Regions from separate parts of the Sus scrofa genome. Here all the other regions are linked to region 2. The links are chromatin contacts, called in public promoter capture Hi-C maps. All regions are on one chromosome and are shown on one strand. Each heading gives the region's core, a stretch centred on a gene start, on an enhancer-like site or on the middle of the called end of the contact. The rest is flanking DNA. Distances are from core to core; before and after follow the strand shown. Region 1 holds the start of EIF2A (eukaryotic translation initiation factor 2A). Region 2 holds the start of LOC110256335 (basic salivary proline-rich protein 3-like). Region 3 holds the start of SIAH2 (E3 ubiquitin-protein ligase SIAH2).

Region 1 (3,809 bases), core at 475-2,974, 510 kb before region 2:
TGCATACTAAAATAAAATAAATGGAGGAAAGACATTCTATAATCCATTTGCAAAGGCAAGAGTCTACTTCTACAGAAGGCTGCGCTCATAACTAATTTTTCCTACCATATGTCAAACGTTTTTTTAAACTAAAAACATTTGTTTCACACATTAAATTGTCAATCAGCTACATTTCTTCTATAGTGAATCAATTCTTTGCATCAGATTTACTTTTTTATAAGACGTAACCAATTTTGACATACAGACCTTAGATTTACGGAATACGTTAAATTAAGTTCGAACATCCACATGTACATGAAGTTCCTAAGTTTCTCTTTTGCAACAAAGGTTGCAAAACATTCTAAATTCTTATTCTGGGAGGTGTTTTTGTTTCTTGTTTTGGTCTACATTTCTTTCAACTAGATCGTTACTAAGGACCTGACCTCCTTTTCTACTCTTCTGTGAACGCAAATCAAGCGGGGAGAAGTTTCTAGAGCACCACCCTCTGTGCATATGTGGGACAAGTAATTCGATTCAGATGAAACAGAATTATGCGGGGCTCCCAGCAGGTGGGTTGAGACTCCGCGGCAGGATTCACCACTGATGGTCACCACGTCATCTCGAACCCGTCATCCAACACCCTACCCGATGGTGGCTACAAAACACTTACCGGAACCACAAACAACAAAAATGAAGAGAGCCAATAACCAGGGTCCTACAGACGCCTTCTCTTCGGGAGCATTTCTCTGCAAAAAGGCAAATCCACGGTTTCCAATGCAAAAAAACCCACTCTGACCCTGGTATCCCACCGCCTGCACCCCGAGCCAGGTCGCTGGGTCCCCGCACCCGACAGGTCTCCCTGCGATCCCGAGCCGCCCAGCTCCGGCACCCACCTCCCAGAGTTCCCAACTTAGCGTCCAACTCGTGGCCTCCAGCCCCTGAGTCGGCCGGGTCTGGGAGGAGAGCTCGACGCGGCCCTGGAGCCCCGGGCCTTGGCGGAACAGAGAGGGGCGCCCGCTCTTCCCTTACCGAGGTCTTGGCGACGTTGCCGCGCTGGGTGATGTTCTTGCTGTGCTTCTCGTTAGCCATACGGATCCGCTGCTTGGCGACCATCTTCGCGGCGCCACGACCTGCCCCGGTCACCCCTCGGCCTCGCTCGCTCGCCTGCCCTAGGGCCCCCGAGACCCACACTCCACTCCCGGTGCCCGCGCCGCCGGAGCGAGTTGGCTCTCAGGCTGGGCGCTAGCTCTGGCCGCTGGGCCTGAGCGCTAGCCGGGCGCGGGCCACCGACTGACTGACGACTGACTGACGACGCTGGCCGAGCGAGAGGGCGCGCCGAAGGAGGAGAGCAGGCCGCCGGGATATTCTCGCGCCGCTGCTCTGGCCGCTGCTGGAGCGTGGAGCGAGAGAGGAAGGAAATGCAACGCAACAACCGGACAGCGCAGCCCGTCGGCTCGAACTACTTCGGGTTCGGCTGCCAACGTCAGCACTGGGCGGGCTCCGCCTGCCGAGGAAGACGGAGAGGGAGGGGTGAAGACCGACGCACCGGCTCTAGCCCCGCCCCCTCACGCTCCGTAGAGGGTAGCCCCAGAGCCGCCAGTGCCCGTTCAAGCTCTCCAACCGGAAGCGAGTTAGCCCCGAGGCCGGTGGCCCCGGAAACACCAGTTCGTAGTCTGCACGCCGGAGGAGACGTGTTGGGGCCGGGTTCGGCCCTCGTGAACTCTGACCCAGGCGTAAGAGTTTCTCTTCCCGGGACAAGATGGCGCCGTCCGCGCCGCTCCTGACAGGTGAGTTCCGAGCAACCAAGGGAGTGCTTCTTCAGAGCAGTATTTTTTTGTGTCTTTTCCCTCTGGGACTACCCAAGGAGCCTCTGAGTTAGATTTACCTTTTCTTATTGGTTGTAGAAGAGCTGGAGGGCCTTTTGGATTTCTTGGTGTAGCGTGGCAATCGGAAGTGAGGCCCCCGCCTCTGGGCTCCAGCATTCCCCCTCCCTATTGCCCATCCATCATTATTCCCTGACACTACAAGGTCTACAGGAATAGAGGAAGGGGCTTAAGAACAGAGAGTGCTAGCGGGATTTATTGCCTTGGGTCTGCAGTACTGATGTAACACGTACGCTTACCAGGTTGCGACAGGCTTTGTTGACAGTGTGCAGACATTTAGCTCTGTAATAAGGCGGAAAAAGTAAACAAATGGCTTAGTCCAGTAGAATAACTAAACACATTAAATATATTTGAATTTAAGTAATACCAAATCCTGTACTCCTTGACTTTATGAAATTTGTAGGACTGAGTAGAGCAAGTGGACCTGTGGTGGTGTAGGCTTTCATTGGATTTCTGTGGTCTGGAGTGGTGGAAGTGAGCATTATAAAGTAGCAACGTTCAGATATTACAGGATTTCTGAGGTTTTGAAGCTGAAGTAGAGTTTATAATGTTGGAGAAGAAAATAAACTTAGTCTTGGACAATGTCTGCAATGACTCTGGATTAGAGTAATGATTGGCTGGGAGTCTCATATGAGCGTCATCTTCTTAGAGAGGAGTTGGGAGGGAAAAGAAGGCTTTAATTAAGTTACCAATAACTTAATAACGTATGGAAGGGAAAAGAAGCAATTGAGAGAAAGGTGGTCTGCTTTTGAGGAAAGAGGTTATTTCCCCCAAGACTTGAAAGGAAGCTTAAAAAGCTTTTGCACTTTTTACCATTACATTTTGAAATCTTTGTTGCTAAACACCATGGCCATTCATATACAATCTGGCTACCACAGTTCATTCATCAAACATCCATCAAATACAGAGTTCCTGTTGTGGCTCAGCGGGTTAAAACCCAATGTAAGTGTCCGTGAGGATGCATTGGACCCCTAGCCTGGGCACGTCCATATGCTGCAGGTGCGATCTTAAAAGAAAAAGAGAACATTTATCAAATACTAATTTGTTAGATAATATGCCAGACGCATACTGTTTAAAAAGTGTAATTACATAATTAAATGAATTTGTTTCTCTAGCATCATAAAGGTAGCATGTATGTTCCTCAATTTTGGAATACTAAATGCTTATTTGAACTTTAATTTAAAAATTAGCACATTGCAAATCTGATCCTTTTTCTTCCCTTTTAAAATCCTTACAGTGACTGCTTACAAGGTTAAATTCCATCCTGCTTAGCATAGCATAGCATAGCATATAGAACCTTTATAACATGCTTGGCATTCATTTTATTTCTGGCCATTCCATCCTATTTTGTTCCCCATCAATACTGAACTGCTTATAAAACCCTTGAATAACCTGTTTCCTCAGTCTAACACTACCCTCTTCCTCTTGATTTGGCTGATTTCCTTTTATTTTTGAAATTTTGTTTTAGACACCATTACTTTGTAAAGTCTTTCCTTTTCCTAAGTAGTCATTCTCTCACCAGGCAATTTTTGTGCCTCATATATACTTGGATTTTTTTTTCACTTAAGACATAGGATAATTATCTGGTTGTTTAGGTGCTTTCCTCTCCTGCTATACTGTGAACACCTTAAAGGCAGGAGCAGAGGCGTATTCCTCCCTTTCTTCTCAGTTCCAAGTACAGTGTCTGGTAAACAGTAGACACAATGTTTAATGGAGGAATAAATTAATGAAGGACAACTACTTTCTTTGTAGTCAGATTAACTAAGAGTGACACTTTTCTTACAGTGCTTAAAATCAAGGATGTTATAAGAGGTGAAAGGTTATCTGTCAGTCTGCTTCTAGTGTTTTCGTATAGTGTCTTAGAGAACTTAAGTGGTTGGACATATAAGTAAAGTGGCTGTCAGGATTATATTCAATCATTCAACAACATGGTCCATTTTTCTTTCA
Region 2 (3,503 bases), core at 702-3,201:
CAAGTCGGGTTGGTAGATGATGGTGGGTTGTGAAGAGGGCAAATGCCAGGGTGAGGGAGGCAAACCCCTGGGAAGTCTAGGTAGTAAAAAGATGATTTCTGAGGAATTGTCTCAGCATACTCAAAATGTCACTTTTTCTTTTTAAATGATGAGAGGGAAAAAAATCCATGCTAGAGTGTCTCAGAACAAGGGAGGGGATTTCCTGTTGTGGCTCAGCAGTTTCCATCCCTCGCTCTTGCTCAGTGAGTTAAGGATCCCACATTGCCTCAAGATGCGGTGTAGGTCTCAGCTGCAGCTCTGATTCCACCCCTAGCTTGGGAATTTCCATATGCTGCAGGTGCTGCCTTAAAAAAAAAAAAAAAAAAAAAAAAGGTAGGGAATTAAGAAGGGAGACCAGCAGAAAACTGTCTTTCACTTTTACCCAAACAGTAGACACACTGCTAACTCATTTTGATTTTAAAGTCTTTATAGTTAGATAGCATTTTGAGTCCTTTACAAGTTTTTTCCTTTGTGGAGGACAATTGGAGGCCAAGATATTCTAAAGGAAGAATTTAGGTTACATCTCCCTACCAGATTTGTGTATCAGCACAAGGCATACCCAAGGTACCATCAGTGATCAATCTATCCACACACCTACTCACCCACCTAGCATCCATGCCACCAGCCAACAAGCATTTTTTTGAGAGCTCGCTATAGGCCAGGTTCCATGTTAAGTAACTATGTTGCAGCAGTGAACAATTACTGTCCCCTCCAGTGTATGTCACTGTTTCGGGGGGTGGGTGGAATTAAAAGAGAATGGCAAAACCTTGGTAATTGTCACAGATGGGAGATGAAATCTTGGGGGTTCACTATGCCATTTTTTCTGTGTAGTGTTCTGATGTATTGACAATTTTCCTAATAAAATTAGGTAACTGTCTAATTGCTGTTTCTCAAGCAAGGAATCTCGATTTGATGGATGCTTATACCCCAAGCGCAAGTTCAGCTTTGAAGTTACACCTAGGGTATAAATGGAAGAGAAATCCTTGGGGGAGGGTGCGGAGAGCTGTCAGGAAATGCCTCTTGGTGGAAGTAACTGTTTTCTAAAAGTACTTGCTCAGACTGAGTAAAGATTTCAAAAACTACAGGCCTGACTTGGCTTCAGGGAAGTGCTTTGGGAAGTGCTAATAGGTCAGAGTCGGGAATGAGGAACTAGCCTCCTACAAAGTTGCCATGCCTTATCTACCCTTTTCTCACCCCTCCCCTCCATCCTTTGCTCAAAGTCGGCAGTGTTAAGTAGATCATTAGGGTTAGCCAGCATCTCCTGAGCACCTACTATGTTCCAGGCACTGTGCAAAGGCTTTGGGTTAGATTCTGCTTCCATCATCTTATAGAGGATGGAACTAGGAGTCTGAGAAATTCCTTAAGGTGGGAGAACCTGACCTTATCGGGCAAGGGCATTTCAGGCCTTCCAATTCCAAGTCGTGGAGAACTGATCAGAAACTTAGGATCCGGCAGAGTTTGCTTTGTGGCTTTGAGCAAGCCACCAGGTCTCCCTAAGCTGACTTGATTTCTCTATCTATAAAAAGAGTACAGTAAAGCCTTGTAATTTTAAAAATTTATTTTATTTTATTTTTTTTAAGGATCAGAGACCTTTACTGCCAAGACCCTGGCACGAAGCAAGGGCTCCATAAATGGCAGCCATCATTCTTGGCCGAGCGCATCCTCCCAGGCGCGCCTCCCGTGAGGTCCCTCGGGACAGACTGGGCCCGCCTCCGCGGCTCCGGTCTAGCAGTGCTCGCGGCAGGTGGCCCAGCATCTGGGTGCCCACGCCCCAAAGCGAGCGGGGAGCGCAGGCGGATTGGATGACCAAGGTCTCCCCTGGAGGATCCCTTCCCTCCCTCCGCAAGCCCGGCGCAGGTGAGGTTTCCGGCTCAGGCCGAGGGGACAGCGACTTTAGGAAAGGTCGAGGAGGATGGCGCAGGCTGCGGCCGGGAAAGGGATCCTGGGGGCGCCCTCTCCCTTGCCCAGTTTCACCCCAGGGCCAGCTCCGTCGCCCCGGCCCGCGGGCTGCGCGCTCTGCGGCTGTGAAAACCCGGAGAGGCGGATCGGAGCGCGCTCGCAGCCAACTCCTCCGCGGTCCGGCAGCCGAGCTGGGCATGCTCAGTGCGGCCGCCGCGCCGCCGTCCGCCAACTCGGAAGCTCGCGCTCCCGGGCCGTGGGGGCGAGAACGCCGGCGGCGGCGAGCCGGCGTCGCCAGCCGCCCCCAGACAGTGGCAAACTTCGCGGCGTCCCTGGAGCTCTCCTGGCCGAGACCGATACCTTACAAATCAGATCAAAGCCAGTCCTCCCCCCATCCCAGCCCGAATCATGGAGGCTGCGGCCGCCCAAGTGCCGCCGCTGTCGGCGGCCCCTGCCCACTAGCCGGGGACCAACAGGTAAACTGTTGGGGGCGGGGGTTGGGAGGGAGGAGGAGCTGCGGCTGGGAAGAGGGCGGCTGGCAGGAGGAGCTCGAGACGCCCGCGGACTAGCTGCCCCCGTCGGCTCTCGCTGCCAATCCTCAACCCCCCTCCTTCCCCAGCCCCTGGAGGGGCAGCAAAGGGTTAAGTCGGCCCCGAGCCACCGTGAGCACGGCCCCCTCCAGCCGCCGCGACCGCCAGCAGTGCGCCTCGGCGCCTTCCCAGAGCCGCCGAGGGGACCCGAGCCGCGGATGCGCCACCGGAGCCCTGTGGGCGTCTAGGAGGCTTTGACCGCTTCCTCACCGTCCGCATCCCTGACTCCCTCATTCCCTCCAGGCCTCTCTCCTAGGCTTCCCTCCTTCCTAGCCAGGTCCGCGCCCAGGTGGCGAGGTCTGCGGGGCGCGTGGTGGCGGGGGAAGGTCTCAGCCGAAGAGCGGGGCAGGGGCGGGCCGCTCCGCATTCTCTCCCTCGGGTAGGAGGGCCACCCTTTCCTTGGGCGAGCACTTGAGCCACCCGCCTGGGGCGCCAAGAAAAGTTTTTTTTTTTTTTTTCCCCCCCCGTGCCCTTCCCCCACCCTGCGCCGGGCTGGGTTGGTTTGGGTCCATTGGTGAAAAAAGTCACACGTTCCCATCAGCTGCTCCTCCCCCTGGGGACTGGGTGGAGGGGACCGGGGGCGGGCGCCGCGGAGGACCCTGGCAGACCTCCAAGCCCCTCCGGTAGCGGTATGTCCCAGGGGCTCCAGCGCAGCGGGGTGCCAGCCTAAGGCTGCCCCCATCAGTGCGTGTCTGCGTGCCGGGCAGCGGCAGCATCCAACCTGCTTTATTCCTGCCTGCAGCGCCACAGCGAGCGAGCAAGGAGGGGGAGAGAGGGAGTCTGTCTGCAAAGTGCTGCTCCCTGGTGCTCAGAGGCGGCTGCTCCAGCTCCAACTCTCATTCATTTCGCCGGTTAACATGAGAGATCATGGCCGCCTTCGGGCTTCTCAGCTATGAGCAGAGACCGCTGAAACGCCCCCGGCTCGGGCCGCCCGACGTCTACCCGCAGGACCCCAAGCAGAAGGAGGTAAGGGCG
Region 3 (3,792 bases), core at 1,194-3,693, 300 kb before region 2:
TCTACAACTATTTTGTCTAAATTTCATGACAAACTACTACTAGACTGGGGAATTAGTAAGCATTACATGAGGAGTGGTTGAAAGCAGAATAATTTATTAAGGCTGATGAAAAACCCCAAACATGGATTCAGACCCTTATTTGAGTATGCTATTTTAAACTTGACTTGTGGCAGGGCACAGACCAAATTAAATCACTCATTTTACTGACTTAAGTCCCAGCCTTCAGTTCTCTAGTGGATTATTTTTAATTTAAAAATAAGCTCTTGTCCTATAAAAGTAAGCAGCACCAAGGAGAAACGCAATACAGCCTAAATGGCCCAAGAGGCAGAGTGCTCACTTTTACAAACAAACAAACAAACCCTCAAAAGTATTAACGACATTAAGTTTAGAAGAAGAACTTTATGGTCAACATTCTACATTATAATGAGGTAATATAGATAGGTATTTCTCTGAAATGGCTCCTGAAGATTTTTAAGTAACAAGACATTACCATATGACCACACAATGCTGTATTATACAGCCTCTAAAATACAGTGAGGTAGAGCTATGTTTCAGACATAGAAAAACACGATGATATGAAGTTAAGACAGCAAGTTGAAGAAGCCATTTTTGGAGAAACACTTATGTCTGTGTGTGCATATATAAACCTTCCCACACTGACATCTAGGGTTCTAGGGTTCTATATTCAGCTGCGGAGAGTATATTTATATATGGTTAGAAAAAGCCTATGAAGATGCACACTAAACCTGACACTGGTGGGAGAGGAGGTGAGAGGTCTTGGTCTTTCACTTGTTTTTTCTTGTCTTAGTAGTTGGCTTTTTCTTTTTTTTTTTCAAGAGCATGGATAACTTTTTAAACTGAATAAAAAATAAACCAATGTTCTTTAAAGAACTGTAACAGCTCCTGAATGCCCTTCCTGTTAAATTCCTGATCAACTCTTGTTTTCACCCCTTAGTAAAAAACAAAACAAAACACAAAACTCTGAAGGCTAGGAGAGGGAAAGGCATGGCTTAGAGGGTTTTCTTATTGTTGGAGGAAAACAGGCTATAGGTACCCTTTTTTTAGCCTCATTCCGGAGGGCTCCCACGTGTCAGGGGTGTGCAAAAGGCTCCCATGTGTCAGGGGTGCGCAAAACCATGCAGGAGGAATCTAGTACCACTCCTTCCAAGGCCAGTGCTGGTAAAGGGTGCGTTTAGTTTACCCTTTTCCCCTTCTTCAATCCCTCACAGATGGTCAGCTTCCCGATCCAAGTTTTACTTGAGCGGCCCAGCTCTACCAAGCACACCCAAGTACACGTCTGCAGAGTACGCAGGCTCCCGGTGGGAGAGCTGTGATGTGTTCGAACAGCGATCGCGTGCCAGTTAGGCTGGGGTCAGTGATCGGGCAGCTGTCACCCCAAAGCTACTCCCAAAGTGGACAGGTGGGCATGGGGGAGGGTGGACAAGGTGTAAACTTTTGTTGTTGTTGTTGTTAAAATAAGAGAGATGCCGCCTGCCTCCCAGCGCCTGCGAGTGGTTTGGAGGATAAGGGAGTTTCAGGTCGCCGGGAAAAGTGCGCAGCTGGCACCTGAGCTTACCTTGCAGGGAAACAGGACTGCCGAGGCCACCTTCTCCATAGCCAGGTTCCTGATGCTGGGCGTCAGGGCGCCCCTGCACGTCGGGCAGCAGCTCAACTTCTGGCGGCATTGGTTACACACCAGGTGCCCGGCCTGGCACTGCAGGATTGGGGGCAAGACATAGTCAAAGCAGACCGGGCACTCAAAGAGCGAGGTCAGCTCGTGGTGCTGCGGGGACACCGGGCCAGCCCCGCCGCCGCCTCCGGGGCCCGAGATCACCGCCGCCGCGGCGGGCACCGCGGACGAGCCGGGGCCCGCAGCCGAGATGGTGGCGGCGGCCGGGGGCGCAGCCGGGGACGGAGCGTGCTGGGGCTGCGGCGGCGGCTGCTTGTTGCAGGGTTTGTTAGCGCTGGGGCCGGTGGAGGACGGGCGGCTCATCGCGCTCTGAACCAACCATGGAACTGCGGGCGCCTGCCTGCCGCGGGGCCGCCGGGGTCAAGGCGGTGCGCGCCCCGCGGGCGGCGGGCTCCGGGGCAACGCCACCGCGCCCAGCCCAGGACCAAGCAGTGAAGACAGTCGGCGCCGGGCAGGCGGGGGACTGGACCACGCCGACGATCTCTGCGGCCCCGGGAGCTCCGAACTCCCCTCCGCACCCCCAGACTCCTCCTCCCCGCGGCGTCGTGGCCCCAAAGCCGAGCTGTACGCAGAACCTCGGCCCACCCGCTACCGGAGCAGCAGCTGACGCAAGCCCCGGGGGCGCGCGCGGACGTGACGCCTGGACACGTGTGAGGCCGCCCAGGCGCGCGGGGACTGGCGGAGCCACCCTGCGCTGGGGCGCCGGCTCCGCCCGACTCCAGCTGGCAGCGCCGGGGGCCGCCTAGCGCGGGCGCTTCCTGCCAGGGCTGCCGGCCCGGCCCGCGCCAGTGAGCATGCCCGACTCGCCGCCGCCGCCGCGCGGGATCTGCCTTTCCGGGTTGCGGAGGGGGCCGCCCTTCAGAAAGGCGTCGCTGAAGTCCTTTAGCCACACCCCGGGGAGACACGCTGACGCGTCCCGCGGGCGCAAACCAGAAGGGCAACTTTAGGCGGGGCTGGGGCTTGAGTGGTGGGCGGGGCGGGACGCGGGCGTCCTTGGACTGGTCGGAAAAAAACGAGAGGTTAGTTACGCTTTCCCGGGTTGAGTCAGCAGAGAGCTGAGAAGGCGTGCGGCGCCGCCAACCTGGCACTTAGGATGGAGCTCTGGGTCGAGACACGGAGCTTTAGGCATGGAGCAGGACGAGGGGCTTGGATCAGGTCTGCAGCGGCGCAGGATCTAGCGCTGGGCGCTTAAGGATGTGTTTGAACCACTTCTTGGTCCTGCTGCCTAAGGCGGGGAGGAGGTAAACTATTCCTGTTGTCATCTGACCTGCCGAAGCCTTCGTTGAATTCAAAGCATCTGACTTGCTGGCAGGCCCGGGAGGCAGTTCGTGGTCAGTGTTTGCTAAAAAGAGAGTTCGAGATTGCCAGATTCTAGGAGTGCCAGAAATGTGGCTTGGGTCTTGAAACACGCGACGACAGTGGGTGACCCCCTCCAATACAACACAGCCTCATCTTTGAGACCCGTCAGAAGTGCACAACTTTGATGCAAGATGTGGGTACTCGTTTTGCACGCCAAGCCGAAGCCTTAGAGAAGGGTGGTAGCCTGGAGGGAACCACGAGTTAATGTGTACTGAGTTAAATTGCTTTTCTGCTTACTTCGAGCCCCTGACCTTGGAACTGGGGGAAGGGGCTACGTAGCTGGGAATCAGGCGATTCCTTGCAGGAGAGACAGTGGTAAGGAACAACAGTCAGGCCTGGGTGAAGAGCGGTGTCCTCCGCTTACCATCTGTGTGACTTTGGACAAGTTCTTTATTTCTCTGCGTCTCAATTTCCTTATTTGAAAAAGTGGAATAAAAACAGTACCTCTCTAGGAGTCCCTGCAGTGGCACACTGGGTTAAGAATTCCACTGCAGTGGCTCCCGTGGCTGGGGAGGTGTATGTTTGGTCCCGGTGGGGCAGTGGGTTAAAGGATCCTGTATTGTCCTGCTGCATCCTAGGTCGCAGCTGCAGCTCGGACTCAGTCCCTGGCATAGCATAAAGGATGCAAGGGTGCAACGAAAAAAAAAAAAAATCACCTACAGCCACCGTAAACAAAAAAAACAAAACCCCAGTGCCTGTCTTATAGGTGGGGTGGTGAGGGTTAAATGAGTTTGACTTATGCC

What was found. Promoter capture Hi-C pulls out the DNA fragments that hold promoters and counts their contacts.
Region 1: a promoter capture Hi-C map of fetal skeletal muscle shows a contact between it and region 2, with 2.9 times the contacts expected there. The contact joins the promoter of EIF2A here to the promoter of LOC110256335 in region 2. A contact is called at or near these places in 1 of 5 promoter capture datasets (fetal skeletal muscle) and 1 of 2 datasets of contacts at active chromatin or transcription factors (alveolar macrophages).
Region 3: a promoter capture Hi-C map of fetal liver shows a contact between it and region 2, with 3 times the contacts expected there. The contact joins the promoter of SIAH2 here to the promoter of LOC110256335 in region 2. A contact is called at or near these places in 2 of 5 promoter capture datasets (fetal liver and fetal skeletal muscle), 3 of 47 Hi-C or Micro-C datasets (mesenteric adipose tissue and skeletal muscle) and 1 of 2 datasets of contacts at active chromatin or transcription factors (alveolar macrophages).

What each region holds. Positions count from the first base shown.
Region 1 is chr13:90,759,919-90,763,727 of Sscrofa11.1, forward strand. It overlaps EIF2A (eukaryotic translation initiation factor 2A), which reads left to right and starts at 1,725. Exons shown (of 13, transcript XM_021069601.1): 1 at 1,725-1,766. SERP1 (stress associated endoplasmic reticulum protein 1) reads right to left here and starts at 1,482. Exons shown (of 3, transcript NM_001243260.1): 1 at 1,009-1,482; 2 at 650-725. The coding sequence starts at 1,092.
Region 2 is chr13:91,269,920-91,273,422 of Sscrofa11.1, forward strand. LOC110256335 (basic salivary proline-rich protein 3-like) reads left to right here and starts at 1,952. Exons shown (of 1, transcript XM_021069815.1): 1 at 1,952-2,716. The coding sequence starts at 1,952. The coding sequence ends at 2,716. MED12L (mediator of RNA polymerase II transcription subunit 12-like protein) reads left to right here and starts at 1,669. Exons shown (of 46, transcript XM_021069608.1): 1 at 1,669-1,896; 2 at 3,271-3,494. The coding sequence starts at 3,396.
Region 3 is chr13:90,969,095-90,972,886 of Sscrofa11.1, forward strand. SIAH2 (E3 ubiquitin-protein ligase SIAH2) reads right to left here and starts at 2,444. Exons shown (of 2, transcript XM_003358611.4): 1 at 1,577-2,444. The coding sequence starts at 1,993.